Linked DNA regions of Sus scrofa: region 1 is linked to region 2. Evidence: chromatin contacts called from public HiChIP or PLAC-seq data. All regions are on one chromosome and are shown on one strand. Each heading gives the region's core, a stretch centred on a gene start, on an enhancer-like site or on the middle of the called end of the contact. The rest is flanking DNA. Distances are from core to core; before and after follow the strand shown. Region 1 has its middle 54 kb from the start of NOL4L. Region 2 overlaps NOL4L (nucleolar protein 4-like).

Region 1 (2,700 bases), core at 93-2,592, 180 kb after region 2:
GACAATTCACACAAATGCATCCACGCACTATGTGGTCATCATGACCGGCTTCTTTCACTCAGTGTATCTTCAAGGCTCATCCGCGCTGTAGCGTGTCTCATTATGTCATTCCTTTTCACGGTCAAGTCATATTCCATCTTATGTTTATTAGTTCCTCAGTCGAAAAGCACTTAGGCTCTTTCTACCTTTTGGCTATTACAAATAATGCTAGTGATGTTTGTGTAAGTTTTGGGTGTGGACACACCGTTTCACTTCTCTGGGGTAGAGAGCTGGGAGTGGGATTGCCGGGTCATGGGGTAATTCTGTTTAACCTTTGGAGGAACTGCCAGGCGTTTTTCTAACATGACTGCACCGCTAACATTCCCGCCAACGGCAGAGAAGGGCATGGTGTCTCCACATTCTCACCAACCTGTGTTATTCTCTGTCTTTCGGATTCTAGCCACCGTAGCGGGTGTGACAAGGTCGCTCGTGTGGTTTGGGTTGCACGTGCCTGTCCCTGATGGCTGGTGATGTTCATGAAGCGTCTTTCATCTGCTTGTTGGCCATTTATCTTCCTTGCAGAAAGTCTATGTCCTTTGCCCATTAAAAAAAAGTGGGGGGGGGGGGCGTGGGAATTTCCGTTGTGACTCAGGGAGTTAAGAACTCGACTAGTATCCACGAGGATGTTGGCCTCACTCAGTGAGTTAAGGATCTGGCACTGCCGAAAGCTGCCGCACAGGTTGCAGATCCAGCTCGGGTCTGGCATTGCTGTGGCTGTGGTATAGGCTGGCAGCTGCAGCTTTGATTTGATCCCTAGCCTGGGAACTTCCATATGCCACAGGTGTGGCCCTAAAAAAAAAAAAGAAAGAAAGAAAAATGAGACGTGGCGTTCTCTTGTGGTGCAGCGGGTTAAGGATCTGGCGTTGTCACTGCAGCGCTTGGGCTGCTGCTGTGCTGTGGCTTCAGTCCCTGGCCCAGAAACATCTTTGTGCCAAGGGCACAGACAAGAAAAAAAAATTGGGTTGTGTCTTTATTATTAAATTATTGGCAGTAGGATTTGAACCCAGGTCCTGTTCTACCAACAGATCCTGCACTCGCAGGCGTGCACCCTTGCTTCCAAGGTGATCTGGAAGCACCTGAGGTCCTGGCCACCCTTGGGGCAGGTGAGGGCCAGCAAGCTGCCTGCAGAAGTGAGCCTGGCGGGGGCCCAGCCCACAAGAGGTGCCCAGTCCGCAGATGGACAGACAGATGAACAACTCTATCTCCAGGAACCAGTGAGCTAAAGGGGAAGAAACAAACCACTCAGAGTGAAAAGTCTGCACCCCAGAAGGAGGAAGCTCCAGGGGCCCTGCTCCAGGAGGTGGAGATAAAGCTCCACGCGGCCAAGCGGCCACCATGGCAACTGCTTCTCACGGAGGCGCTCAGTGCTGGTGACCTATCTGCCTGTTTTTAGGCTACTGACTGTTGGGCCATGTGCGGCTGGGAAGGGGAGGCCCAGGGAGATTATCAGGGAACCCGAGATCATATCTGTCCAGCGTGGGGGCTGAATGGGTCTGCAGGCGTGGCCGCTGGGCAGAGGAGAGTGGGGCCTGATGGGGTGTGGCCCACGGTGGCTCCGCTGCCCTGGCCATGGGAGCCCACTGTTTTGTTACCAAGGGAACTCGTGTCTTGAACATCTAGCTCTGGAGTCCAATGACCTGGCTCCAACCCCAGGCTCACTGTCTCCTGGTTGTGTGTCTGGGCAAGTTACTTCCCCTCTCTGAGCCTGGGTTCCCCTCCGGGGCGCTCTCTACGGATGGTGCTAAACAGGGTGAGATGAAATGAGAGCATAACATGGTCTTAACGTGGCCTCCGGTGGGGCCAGGCTGCTGGCGGCGCAGCTGGGGGCAGTAGGGCACCCACGGCACATCCCCGGGCCCGACTCAGAGCTAGAAGAAGGCCACCCTGGCCATCTGGGAAATAGAAGCCACAGGCTCCCCTGAGAGCTCCTGAGACCAGCCACTTGCAAGAAGCTTCGCCCTCAGACAGGAGCTTCAGTGCACGGCTGCTGAGTGGGCAGCTTCCGGAGACCCCAGAGCGAAGGTGGACCGTGCAGTGGCCATGACAGTAGCCCTTCACTCAGCAACCTGGGTTCAAATCCCAGCAGCACCACTTACTAGATATGAACCTTGGGCTAGGACTTGTCTCTCTGTGCCTTGGTTTACCCTTTGGAAAATGGAGCTGATGACAGCGCTTACTTTATAAAGTGGTTGTCAAGATTAAATGTGTTAAGACAGGGAAAATAAGGATTAAAGTCTTAGCTTTTTAAAAAATTTTTGGCCACACCCACAGCATGTGGAAGTCCCCTGGCCAGGGATTGAACCCATGCCACTACAGCGAAAACACCAGATCCATAGCCCACTGTGCCATAAGAGAACTCCAAGTCTTAGCTTCAAAATAAAGGTGAGGGAAGCTTCTGTTGTGGCTCAGAGGGTTAAGAACCCGACTAATATACATAAGGATGCAAGTTCAATCCCTGGCCTCGCTCAGTAGGTTAAGGATCTGGCGTTGCCGCAAACTGCGGTGTGGGTCATGGATGCAGCTCAGATCCACTGTTGCGGTGGCTGTGGCACAGATTTGCAGCTGCAGCTCTGAGTCGACCCTTAGCCCAGGAACTTACATACGCCACAGGTGCGGCCCTAAAAAAGACAAAAATTTAAACATCTGAAAATTAAAATAAAG
Region 2 (2,700 bases), core at 145-2,644:
GCGCCGTGGACGTGGTGGAGGCCCCGCCTTTCATGCTGAGGTCTGTGGGCCCTGCGGAGAGGGAAAGCCAGGGTGAGCAGGGCGGCAGACACCGGGCGCGGCCTCCTGATGCTATCCTCGTCTGGCTCGCTGGTTATACCCCCAGGGCCTAGAAGGGGGCCTGCAGGTGAAACATGGTGTTTGTTCCCTGTGAGCCCCCAGGGTGATCCTGCCAGGAAGGGGACCTTATCATCATGTGTGACTGGGGAGGCAGCTGGCGCCTGAAGGGGCAGCAGTTGGCTGGAGATGGCACTGTGCACGTGCATGTGTGGCTCTAAGATACTGCTGGCACTGTGTGGAGAGAGGCAGGGCTGGACTGTGCCTCAAGGGAAAGGGGCTGGAGGAGCAGGCTCAGGAAGGTGCTGGGAGGGCTAAGCCCTTTCCCGATGGGCTGCAACACCTCAAACTCCCTTGACTTTGATGAGTTCTTCTGCGTCCAAATGAGGTGGACGGGCGATGCTGCGAGGGCGGGAGAGTGTGGGCTGGCCGTGTGAGGGTCGCCGTGTGGGGACAGGACCCAGAGCAGCCACCTCCCCTTTGCCCTGGAACGTACCAGCAAAGAGAGAGCCTCAAGGCTTACTGAAACGTACTGGGCTATGTGGTGGGGCCACCAGGTCCTGTCTCCTCTCCACCTTTCCCAAACAGCTCTTGCCATCGGGCAAGCCTGGCCTGGTGGTCTGCTCCACAGGAGATTCTTAACTACCCCAGGCCCCAGCCCTCAGCTGCAGCACAGTGAGGCTGTGGTGGGGCGAGCCATGCCAGTGAGACCCTCAGCACTGGCAAAGGGCTTCCAGGAAGCATGGAAGCTCCTAGAATTTAAATTCAATTTAATTCAATTCTTTGTTCAATTCTGTGTTCAATTCTTTCGAGGTGTTCAGCAAGCAAACAGCCAAAGGAAGGGATCTGGCGGTGTGGGACCTCCTTGGGGAGCCTTCTCCGAGTCACTCTCCCTATGCCCGCACCCCCCTCCCCAAGCAGAAGTTATCTTACTTGGGTGTGTGAGGCTGTACTCAGTTACCAGCCATCTCCCTGATACCCCATTAGTTCTGACAGCTGGTTTCACTCATTATTGCATCTACAGTAGCAGTTTTTATGGTGCTACAGCGATGGACAAGCGCTTGTCACTAGAGACATCTAGACCGGAAGTTAAAACCTTGGAAGAAATTACAGAAACTCGACTGTTGCCAAAAAGAAGCTGGTGCGGACCCCAAATGGGGAAGGAAGTTGGAATCTAAGATGGGACAGCTTGTCACATGGGATTAACTTCCTCTTTGACAAGAGAACATGAATGTCAAATGGGAGGCCCCAGGAACTGGCTTGCTAAGGAACATCCCTGGACTTGCGCGTGCTGGCTCCTGGCTGCTGCCAGGTTTGATCCCCTCTGGACACTGCCTGGGGATGGCAGAGGAAGGCTAGAGTCACCTGCTACAGCTGGTGTGAGCTGGCTTGGGCTTCCTCTCTATCCTCCTGCCTCCCCCAAGCCTTGTCCTCTTCAGTCCTGGGCTCAGAGCTGTCCCTCTGACTCTCCCTGTCGGGCTCTGGTTCGAGGCAGACACTCAGGTGGCCGGGTGATTACTAGAGGGGCAGGAGTGGGCAGAGCTGCCCAGCACCCAGGCAGGACAGTCTCTCTGGGCTGATGTGCATTTTCAGATCCAAGCGTGAGCAAAGTGAGGAGCTCTGACCCGCTAATACCACTGCCCAGCCAAGGTGCCAAACTGATCAAACCCTTGTTTAAGCATCCTGTTTTTCTTTCTTTTTTCGCCACGCCCAAAAAAACTCATGTTGCAGCAGTGACCCAAGCTGATGCAGTGACAATGCTTCAGCACAGGAGAAATGCCCATACCCTGGTTAAAGGGCTGCCACTGGGAGGGCAGTGAGACTGGGACTGCCTGTGGAGTTCTTCCAACTGCAGGATTCAAACCCGGTGCTCACAGGACATGTGCTGCCCAGATAAGGAGGTCAGTGGGAGGATCTCTGCCTCCGTGACCTCACCACCTTCCTGGCTCTGAGAAGCCAGGGAGACCAAGGTACAGTGGCAGAGCTAGTGCCTTCCTTGAAGCCTCTCTGGCCAGTGTGTGAACAGGGTGAGGAGGGTAGCAGGCCCGGCCCTCAAGGGAGGCCAATGGGGCAGCCCTGACAGCTGTGGCGTGAGACAGGCCCTGCTGTGTGGCACCAGTGGGGGCTTATCATCATGGCCCGCCACCTGGGAAGGACTCTCCCCATGCACAACGGGGGCTCTAACTTCCCTGCCCTGGCACCTGTCTCCAGACACACTCTAACAGGGCCCTCACTCAGCAGGGCTGTCAGACGGGGCTTCTTCCTGGACAGAAAGCAGGAAGCCATTCTGTCCCTTGCTGCAGCCGGCCACTTTGGCCTCAGCCTCGGGGATTAGGGCCAGGCAGCCTCTTATTTTAGGTTAAGAGGCATTAGGAAGGGATGAGAACTTAAGCCCAGGCAGGAATCTTCCAGGGACCCACACATACTTCCTGGGGGGCGGGGGGGCAAGGTGAGTGGAGGGTGCCCGGGCTTTCTGCCAGGGGTAGGGAGGGATTGGCCCCTTTCCTCGCGGCCCAGGAACAGGGAGGGTCTCCTGCAGCCACAGACTGGGGGCTTCAGGAATTCTCAGGCACATTCAGCCAAGAGCTAACACCAGAGTCTCCT

What was found. HiChIP or PLAC-seq counts read pairs in DNA pulled down with a chosen protein or histone mark.
Region 1: a contact with region 2 is called in an H3K27ac HiChIP or PLAC-seq map of alveolar macrophages. The contact joins two enhancer-like sites. A contact is called at or near these places in 3 of 47 Hi-C or Micro-C datasets (embryonic fibroblasts, epiblast stem cells and undifferentiated spermatogonia) and 1 of 2 datasets of contacts at active chromatin or transcription factors (alveolar macrophages).

What each region holds. Positions count from the first base shown.
Region 1 is chr17:36,253,284-36,255,983 of Sscrofa11.1, forward strand. No RefSeq gene overlaps it. Among named protein-coding and RNA genes, the nearest start is that of NOL4L, 54 kb to the left of the region's middle. Within about 2 kb of position 1,343, at least 5 of the 83 cell types and tissues checked have an H3K27ac peak or open chromatin away from gene starts, as enhancers often do. A contact at or near this core is called in alveolar macrophages, where this site is marked.
Region 2 is chr17:36,075,342-36,078,041 of Sscrofa11.1, forward strand. NOL4L (nucleolar protein 4-like) reads right to left here. Exons shown (of 11, transcript XM_021077429.1): 11 at 1-51. Among named protein-coding and RNA genes, the nearest start is that of ASXL1, 91 kb to the left of the region's middle. Within about 2 kb of position 1,395, at least 12 of the 83 cell types and tissues checked have an H3K27ac peak or open chromatin away from gene starts, as enhancers often do. A contact at or near this core is called in alveolar macrophages, where this site is marked.